Linked DNA regions of Mus musculus: region 2 is linked to region 1. Evidence: chromatin contacts called from public targeted proximity ligation data. All regions are on one chromosome and are shown on one strand. The core of a region is the stretch at or near the end of the contact, and the rest is flanking DNA. Distances in the headings are between cores, read along the strand shown. Region 1 overlaps Pip5k1b (phosphatidylinositol-4-phosphate 5-kinase, type 1 beta). Region 2 holds the start of Pip5k1b (phosphatidylinositol-4-phosphate 5-kinase, type 1 beta).

The links.
Region 2: a targeted proximity ligation map of embryonic stem cells shows a contact between it and region 1, with 8 read pairs. A contact is called at or near these places in 7 of 39 promoter capture datasets (the HPC-7 cell line, cranial neural crest, embryonic stem cells and 4 more), 24 of 484 Hi-C or Micro-C datasets (the AML12 cell line, B cells, CD8 T cells and 17 more), 14 of 130 datasets of targeted methods (double positive thymocytes, embryonic midbrain, embryonic stem cells and 7 more) and 3 of 9 other capture datasets (adipose tissue, liver and pancreatic islet).

The regions. Positions count from the first base shown.
Region 1 is chr19:24,489,462-24,494,295 of GRCm38.p6, forward strand. The region is part of intron 1 of Pip5k1b (phosphatidylinositol-4-phosphate 5-kinase, type 1 beta); the gene reads right to left. The region is part of intron 2 of Gm52399 (a long non-coding RNA gene); the gene reads left to right. Among named protein-coding and RNA genes, the nearest start is that of Gm52399, 9.2 kb to the left of the region's middle.
Region 2 is chr19:24,552,982-24,557,833 of GRCm38.p6, forward strand. It overlaps Pip5k1b (phosphatidylinositol-4-phosphate 5-kinase, type 1 beta), which reads right to left and starts at 2,891. Exons shown (of 15, transcript NM_008846.3): 1 at 2,784-2,891. It overlaps Gm50341 (predicted gene, 50341), which reads left to right and starts at 3,351. Exons shown (of 2, transcript NR_169181.1): 1 at 3,351-3,403; 2 at 4,027-4,429.

The DNA.
Region 1 (4,834 bases), core at 1,295-3,794:
TAAACAAACAAACAAACAAACAAACAAACAAATAATAAAAATAAAAAAGAATACAATTCACTGAGTTTTTTCCAAGTATGTAGTCAAGTAATTATGACCATAATCAGTGACAGAAATTTAGTGACGTGTTGAGATGATCATACAGGTTTTTCTATTTTAGTCCACTCCCTATGCAGAAAGGCTTTCCTGATACCAAGCCAAGCTTTCACTCCTGGGATGGAATCAACTTGGTCAGAGTTATTCAGTGCCTAGATCCTATTTGATGGTATACTGTTGAAAGGCCTCCCATCAATATTCGTAAGAAAGATTGATCTGCAGCGCACATGTCCGTGCAGAACATCCTTGTCAATTTCTGCTATTAGGATCATCTTGGCACGTTAACAACACGTGAAGGTCTTTTTCAGTATAGTCTGAGATGGTGTCATGGAGATGGTGCATGCTTAGTGCTATAAATCCGACTGAGAACCCATGGCTTTGGGAGCTCACAGGTCTGAGAGTGAATCTACTACATTTCTCTCTTTCTTTTCTTTTTGTGTTAGCAGACTTAGGCTCAAATTTCCCTACAGATTTGTATCTTTGTATACCAGCCTATGGTATACTAATCTATACCATAGACGAGTGCACCTCTCAATTCTCATCAAAGAAGGGGATGTGAGTGGACCGTGGTTAACACAGAAACTCACAACTATTCAAAGGGCAGAGAGGAAGTGCCTGTGCAGTGCTCAGCTACAAGTCAGACATCTTTATCGAGTGCCCATCTCTCAAGGCTTGGGACCACTGAGGAAGAGGGACCAGAAAGACTGTCAGAGACAGAGATGGGGAGGACTGGAGTCAAACAGTATCTTCTAGAGATAACAGATCCACTGCACTCAAGAGCTCACACCAGCTGTGGCTGCCTGCACATGACCTGCATAGTTCCAATTAACATTTCAACATGGGATGGGTAAGGGGCTCCGGGAGAGAACCGTTATCCTTTCCTGAAGAACTGTTGACAGTTGATGGCGTCTGAGAAAGGAGAAGTTGGTTTTCTCTAAGGGTGTGACCCCTGCTAAGTCAACTAGGCTTACCAGTGAGTTTTCAAGCGGGCACACAAAGTTGGGAGGGGCCAGGGAGTCAGAGTGGACCTGAGAGGAGTTTGCTAGAGGTTAGCTGGAGTGGATGGTGAATATAATCAAAATATAATGTACGCATGTATGCAATTCTCAAAAGTACTAATAAAAATACATTTTAAACGGTGAAATAGTAACATGACCATCCACAGTTTGTTTGTTTTTTCCTTTCAGAAAGGTTCTAGTAGTTTATTCCCTGTGTCTCACAGCCTGCTCTTATTAGCCCTTCTTAATATCAGCATTGGAGGTATTTATTGAACCGTCTGGATCTTACTTTTTGAGAAAACAGCTTAGTTTGTTTTTTTTTTTTTTTTATAGCTATTTCATTTCCCTGGGGGGTCACTGGTTAGTTTCCTCTCTCTTCTGGGAGTCATTTTATAAGATAAATGTTTCTAGAAATACTGACGACTAACCATCTCCACAGGGGTTCACAAGGCAGCTTGTAGCATCTTTGGTTTCTTCTCTGTTTCCAGAAGGCCAGGAACCTGACCTTGGGCATGCGGGGCATGTGCTCTGTTCACTAAGTTACATTCCTATCCTACTTCTTCTCCTATTATTAAAAATTAATTTTTTAAGGATAGCATACAAGCCGGGCGGTGGTAGCCCATGCCTTTAATCCCAGCACTTGGGAGGCAGAGGCAGGCAGATTTAATGACCATTATCATACACCCTAACTAATCCAGTTTTTAGCAAACTGCTCCATAGTTCAGACTGTCTAGGTCAGAGATAAGCACTACACGGCTTGGTGAAAGACCTTGAGGAAGCCTATAGCAGCAACATCCCACAGATGATCTGGGAGAGCTCACTTGATGCATTCACTTCAACCTCAGTATTCCCACTGTTCTGAGAGTTAAACGATAAAACAAACACAAAAAAATCCACCACCCCCCAAAAAGGGTTTTTTGGGTTTGTTTGTTTGTTTGTTTTGGTTGTTCTCTTATTGTGCATTTTCAAGAATTACTGTAGCCAGTTTTTCTGTTGTGATGGTTCCTTCCCAGTAAGGGAGTAAATCACTCTACAGGACTGCTTAGGATCTATCTATATACAAGACAGCTGGAATAAATTACACACGTTTCATCAAATCGAAGGTCCTATTTTGCTGCAGCATTATAAGACAAAACAAACAACAACAAACCACGCCTTCTACTTTTAAAGGCGGCCTTGGTGCTACTGCTCAGAGTTTTACTCGAAATTTATCCCAACTCGGATAAAAGAGAAGAGCAGTTTTTCTCCAGGTGGCGCCAATGAAGATACAGGTGGAGCCCAGAACTGAGTGTGGCACAGTCACACTTGCAACTCCTCCTTAGAGTGTGAGCATCTGATGAACATTTTCCTTATAACAGAATCTCCTCCCCAGCGGCTCCAGGGGACTGAGCACGACCAGGACACAGGAGATGAGCTCTGTTCCATCACAATGCCAACATCTGTACTGTTGGAAGTATCAAAGCCCAGAAGTAGCAGCTCTACTCAGAGCTTTAGCTTTAAAGCAAGCCCTTTGTTAGGAACAATTGGGACTGATTTCCTTTAGAGAGGCGCATGGTGAATGCTCACTTTTTCATTTAAAAAAAAAAAAGCCAGTTAAGAACAAATGACCTGCAAGTGAATTCAAGATAATGAGCAGTGACTGTAACATTCCATTAAAGCATTTTGGGTTGAAATGCTTAAAAACAATGCCCAGAATGCGTGTCCCAAAGGCAGTGAATTAGCATGGGTTTCGCTCCGCTTTTAAAAAGCTTAGTTTTATTTTTAAAAAAATGCATGCATTATGTTTTAAGTCTTCAGCATTTTTAAAAGAAAAGTTACTAAAGAAATCCTGTTTACATCTTCAAACATAAGAATCAAACTTTCTGGCTAACTTTCATGTTTTTAGTTCAGAGAGGTGACTAGGACCACAGACTAGAGAGGAGGATAAGAGACCCAACTCTACTAAACTAAAGTCTACTGTAACTAAAGTCTTCAGATCTGCCTACACGCTTACCTTGCTGAATTTATCCATCTTTATAACCTTTGGTAGAGCATACATGTAACATGGTCATCTTGAATGGTAATCACCGTCCAGTGATGCAAGTGTTTGTATTCCTAAGGCTAATGGGAGGATACCCCTAGAGGTCTAAGGCCTAGTGCCTTAAAAAGCTGTTTATTATTATACAAATAGAGCTGCTTAACAAGAGAAAGCTTTATCTCCCAACTCAGACCTTAAACTATAGGTTCCAAAACACAATGATGTAAAACAGTTATGTAAATAATAATTACAACCATGGTTTAGGGGCTTTAATCCCAACACTAAGGAAGTAGAGGAAAGTAGATCTCTCTCTCTCTCTCTCTCTCTCTCTCTCTCTCTCTCTCTGGTGCTCTTCTTTTGGTATCTCTCTCTTTCTCTGTATCTGTTTGTGTCTCTCTCTATCTCTGTTTCTCTGTCTCCCCCCCCCCCCCGGGCCCCGCCCTCTGCCCCATAGTGAGTTTCAAGCTAGCCAGGATTATATGAGACCCTGTCTAAAAGGCAAAACTAAACAAAAATCAGCTTAGTGCAAGATGATATTGAAAACGAAAAGGTGTCTTACATAATTAGTAAGAGTGTGTATTCACTAGGCGGTGGTGGCACACGCCTTAAATCCTAGCACTTGGGAGGCAGAGGCAGGCAGATTTCTGAGTTCAAAGCCAGCCTGGTCTACAAAGTGAGTTGCAGGACAGCCAGGGCTATACAGAGAAACCCTGTCTCAATAAAAGAAAAAGTGTGTATTCGCCCACAGTGGTGGGCTTACCTAACTAAAAATTTCCAGAAACATGCCACAATTTGGCTGCCAAGAGCAATGAGCAAAGGAAGGAACGAACACTATGGAGACCTTTTCTTATTGAGATGAAAGTAACAGTATCTTCCAAAAGCAGCAAGCACCTTAAAGAGAATTACAAGGAAGCCATGCCTCCTCAAGTGCTGAAGGGATGGATGGGACAAAGGCAATGCACACAAACAAGCTATTGGAAAGTCAAAAAGGGAGAAGTTTGTAAAAGGAGACCTTGGGAATGCCACAGGGTATTCCCAGACAAAAAGCCAGGCCTTGCAGTAAACAGTGCCTGGCTGATGGCGGGCGGATGTGTGAGAAAAGCTGGTGCAGCAATGCCTGAGAGACTGGCTCTCCAGTTCTTCACCCACTTTCCATCCCATTCCCACCCCCCCAACCCCTGCCCCCACCAAGAAGTCACTGAATGTTACACAGGGTTTACCAGGAAGAACTCATAACGGCTTGCGTTAATCATTATAGCTGATGGCTCCTTTTTTGAGCATAAATGGATAAAAATAATATTTGTCTTCTTCAGTCTCTAATGGTTCTGTGGGATTCACCAAGGTCTCATCAACTTTGCAAAATTGGTGACATAAAGTTTATAAATCTACAAAGCTTCAATTTGTACCCTAAAAACAAAACAACTAACCTTTAACAATTCCCCCAGCCAACAAACGGTATTATGTCAACACTCACTGGCATGGGCAGTGTAGACTTCCCCTATTTTTTTTCTACCTTGCATAATACGATTGTCAGGATTCCTGTCAACAATACCTGCTAACACCGTACTGCCTACTGCCTTTTCCTATGTTAGTTAGGCCCTGTCTGAAACATTTTGCTTATGATAACTCATCTAAATTCATCTCCCCCCTGCCCCTGCCCCTGCCCCCGCCTCTGTGTGTATGTGTATGTGTGTGTGTGTGTGTGTGTGTGTGTATGTGTGTG
Region 2 (4,852 bases), core at 1,641-4,140, 64 kb after region 1:
GCCTGGTCTACAGAGTGAGTTCCAGGACAGCCAGGTCTATACAGAGAAACCCTGTCTCGAAAAACCAAAAAAAAAAGGAGTGGTTGTCTTCTCTATCTCTCGACATGCTCTTTCATAAAATGGCACAAGCCGGTTTCTAGGGATGTATCCTTTAGGCAGCTATATGTTCCTGACGGGAGGTGGAAGGGCACAAGAAAGAGACAGCTGTTTCACAACTCAGGAGACAACATGGGTGATCCACAGTGGGCTCCAGTCCCCGCACTTCAGAAGGCGCAACTCACCTCTCACAGGGAAATCATCCCTGTGCTGGGAACTTACATGCAAGGTGCTGTGTCTTTTATAATAGCAGGCTGTCCTTATGAATGAGTCCATTCACCCCCATTAACTTAACAGCCACGAGGACAGGCTTATTTACTATATGCAAACACAAAGCTTCAAAAAAAAAGTGCATATGCAATACCAATTCATACCTGAGAGAACTTTAACCTGAATACTTCAAAGTCAAATAGAAGCACTAAGCAGCATAGGTGCTCGAAGCTGCTCAAGCACACTTGCAGTTTTCTTTCCCTCCGTCAAGTGGTACGATGTGAAACTGCCCAAGTCAGAAAAAACAAACTGAAGCTGGAATCAATGATTAGCTAGCTCCCTTGGCTGATACAGGGAAACTGGGTTTCTCCTACAGGAAATAATACCACATTATTAGACCCCGAAGGATGCTAAAGCTGGCCAAAAGAGACATAATTTCGTAGGCACTTTTTTGTTTCCCATGAGAAATGCTTAAGGCTCAGCGTATGGTCTGGCACAAAGGCTGTGTCAGAGCTACAGCCCAGTTCACCAACCAGCTCACTGAACAGAGTGACCTCATCTAATCAGAAGTGGGACAATGACAGAAAACACAAAGCAACAAACTGTCAGGCGATTAGATGAACTCTCCCTCTTGGACCATCCACTCAGGGTTCGAGAAGTGATGTAAAACTCTCATGATGGCCTGACCCCCGAGTTTCCCCACATCTGCAAAATGTGAGCATCAAATCACAAGGAGGTCGAACTGACCACTGTGAGGAGACGACAAATCTAGCCATTAAAGAAAAGAAGACTTCACTAGTACAGGGCTGGCTCTGAATGAGGGACAGCAAGGCTGGCTTTAACTGGAAGGACCGATTGTCACTGTGATAAACCCCAGAATCCGAGTCCCCCATGCCTCCTCTAAACCTATGATAAGCATCTTCACCACACCTCCCTCAGAAGTGGTTGAAATAAGATGAGCATACTGAAAAGCAATTAAAAATTGCAAGACACTGATGCAAATATTAGGTGGGTTTTTTTTCCCCCCCAGTCCCTCCAGTTTTCTTAGTTTGGATAAAAATGTAATATGGCTTTATCTGTAAGCACTGTTCAACTTTCCTGCCCAAGGATGGCTGCACTTCCCATGCATCCTGGGGGGGGGGGGTCCTCCACCTTTGTACACAGAACCCAGCATTTTCTTCAGCTTAGAGATCGCACAGGACACTTAAGGCTCAACCTTGAACTTGGTTGGGTAAGTTTTTGTTTTTGTTTTTCTGTTTTGCCTTTCAGTGGGCAGCCCTCTGACAGAAGCTTCCATGAACCCCCATCACACTGGAGTCTAAGGAAAACCAATCCTTGGACTTTGATCTACTCCAACGACTGCAAAAACACTACAGCCTCTACACAGAACAAGAGGGAAGTCTCCCGGAAGAGAGGTGAAAGGGGCCCTTTACAGCTAAGTTCAAGAGAACAGCCTCGGACTACTTCTTAGATCAGATTAATCAGGTCTCAGTCCTTATGGACCATTCATTTTACAGGGGGACCTCTACCAGGCTGAGAATGCCATCAAGGGGCAGAGCCAGGGCAGAGGCGGGGGTGGGGGGGGTGGGGGGGATGGCTACTTGAGAGTCAGCATGCGCTTCCTTTACATAGCATCATAGTAAATAGCAGATCCTGTTCAAAGTCCTGACTTCAGTAGACATGAAGAACAAATTCACTGACTACCCAAACAACTTCTCTGGAACAGGTTTCTACCCAAGCGTGCTGTGCACAGCAGACAGCCGGCTTGAGAGGGTGGGGGTAAGAAATGAGAACATGCTCATCTGCATAGATGAGAGATAAGCAGACGTTTGTTGTCTTCGGTTCTGACGACTCCTGGCACCAGAGTGGCAAGTCCAACTCCAGCGCTCTCCCCATCCCCCCCGCCACCCCCCACCCCCGCCCCAGATGTTGAATCGTCACATTGACAGGGCCATTGAAGACAGGGGACTGTAAAAGTCGGCGGCTGTTTTCAGGCTGGAACTGTAGTTCACCTGTTCCACCCGGCGCCAGAGCCAGAAATCAAGCAGAACGCCACTCGTGGAAGCCCCTCTGTACATCCCGGGGGGCGCCTAACAAGTTCGCTGCTGTTTAGAAGCAGGGGAGAATGACGGAGACACCTCTCCTGCTGCAACAAAACTCAGCAGGTTCCCCAGAAACGAGGGAGGGGTCTCTGACTTAAGTGAGCCCGAGGGATCACTGGGTGTCACTGCGGCCCTAGGGATCAGGGTAGCGAGGCGGTCGGTGCCCACGGGGACTGCGCAGCTGTGGCCCCCGAGGAGCGAAGGTCCTGGTTTGACGACCACGGGCGCCCCCTCCATGTCACCCCCAGCACAACTTGGACAGGCAAAGTGGAAAGGTGGAGAGCAGGTCAGGTCCCAGCAGAGACACACAGAGCCTCAGGCGCGGCGGCAAGGGAGGGTGTAGGCAGGGTTGCCGGGGACGCGCAGGAAACTTACCTCCTTCGGCCGGCGTGCTGGAGCCTTGGCGGCCGAGACCAGTTGCGCCACCGCGGGCAAGTTGTCGGGATGTCGTGGGTTCTCCGGTGGCTGCAGCGGGCGGCGGGCGGCGGGCGGGGCGGAGCCGGAGCAGCGCCGGGGGGTGGGGTGGGGGGGCGGGCAGGTGCCGGGCCCTGCCGCGGGGCCACACTGGGCTCGGACGCGCGGCGACGGGGACGCGCGGCTGCGAGTGTGCAATGCGCGCGCGCCGCGGCCGGTGTGCGTGTCCCCGCGTTCCCCTTCCTTCCCGCCGCTCCTCTGGTCGGCAGAACGGCAAGCGGACCACTAGGACCAGACAGCGCCGGGTGGCGCGGCGAGGCGAGATCGGGGGATGGAGGCCGAGGAGTGGCGGTGCCCCGCAGCCACGGGCCCCCGCACGGCGCGCCGGAGTCCGAGCGGGGCGGGCAGCGAGCAGGCTGCACGGCGGCCGCGACTCCGGGAGGCTGCAGGCCCCGCCCGCCGGCCGCCCAGGCTCTTCCCCTTTTCTCTCCACCCTCTGCTCTGTCCCGCACGCCCTGCAAGGAAGCCAGACCGGTTTGCAGCAGCAGAGCAGCCCGCAGTCGGACCTAACGCTCTAGTCGGTGCGTGGGAGATTGTGCGCCCGGGCCACTGTGCAGCCAGGACTCAGAGCAGGGGTGAAGCGGCTCCCTGAGATTAGCGGGATCCTCCAAAGCTCCAGAGCTTCTGGGAGCTTCTCAGAGTCTCGAAGCCTCACTGCTGTGGACTGTGTTGGGGTAGGGCGTGCCGCTGCCAGTGTCCCTGGCCACCAGTCGGGCAATGCCAGACTTGACTCCTCTTCCTTGAGGAGCCAGCACTTAAGCAAGCAGAGCCCTCCCCTATACCCCCTTTATCAGGAAGGGACGCGCAAAGGTTCTGAGACCACACTTGTCTCCCTTCTAAGGATAGCAGGTGCTCTCAAGAAGGACGATCTATCCAACAGGTTAGGGATGGGCTAGTGAGGGGTCCCGCGCCATTGAGCTACAATGGGGGCGCGCCTGCTGGAGCCACTTGGAATCTCACTAGGTTAGTTTAGCTTCGAAGAGGGTAGGGGCTAGATCTAAGGATCCGTTTGGAGTTGTGCTGTTCTGAACGCTAAAATTAAATTTATCTAACAGGCACAGGAAGAGAGCGACTCCCTCCCAGTTGGGTCGAAGCAAGTGGTACAGTTCAGCTTTATCACTTCCTTCCACTTTCCCCTCCTCAGACAAAACAAAACACTTGTGGGAAAGAAAACTTGCGTTCTGTCAGAGGAAGACCAGCATTTGATGACCCTTGCTTGAGGACACTCCCTTGAGGCTCTACAAAGAGCACCTGCAGGCAGTTTTGAAATCTTTTAACAACCCCACCCCCAACCCCAACTCGAGTGAATTTGTGGTGGTTTAGTATCACCCTGGAATGAAGCATAAAAATTCCTTTATAACAAAAAATGCATTGTTCTTAAAGTTTTATTCACGTAAAGCTGACAAATCAAATAGATGTGTATTGTTAGGGACGGTATCTCCAGTGTTCTTCCAGGTGTGTGTGGCCGCTACTAGCGATTTAAGGCATCACTAACTTAGGACTTGGGTCCAAGCATTCTGGACTTATTAAAGCACAGAGTAAGAACATGTGTGTGGTCCAGCTTGCACGCTTTTCAGATGAGAAAACCGTAGCCCTAAGACATCCAGTAACTCACAGGCGAGGACACAGTTTTCCTTACTCTTAGTCCTTGAACAAAAAGTAACAGCAATACTGACTTAACAGAGTTCAAGATGGGGCCAGTGGAGGGGGCAGCAGAGAAAGAGCAGCGGATCAAAGATCAAAGAACCTTGCAACCAACTGCTGTGAATCACTGTATAGGGGGCAGCATCTCACCGCTCTGAGTCGCGGGCTGGCTGGAATCTGGGGCTGGGGAAATCAGTCTCCCTGTCGCGTGCCTCAGACTTCCACTCTGAACTTCAAGGAGTGGGAAGTGGATTTGCTTCCCAGAGAGGCGATGCCATAGGGGATATGAAAACAGGCGAAGCCAAATCTGAATGACCTCTCAGTGG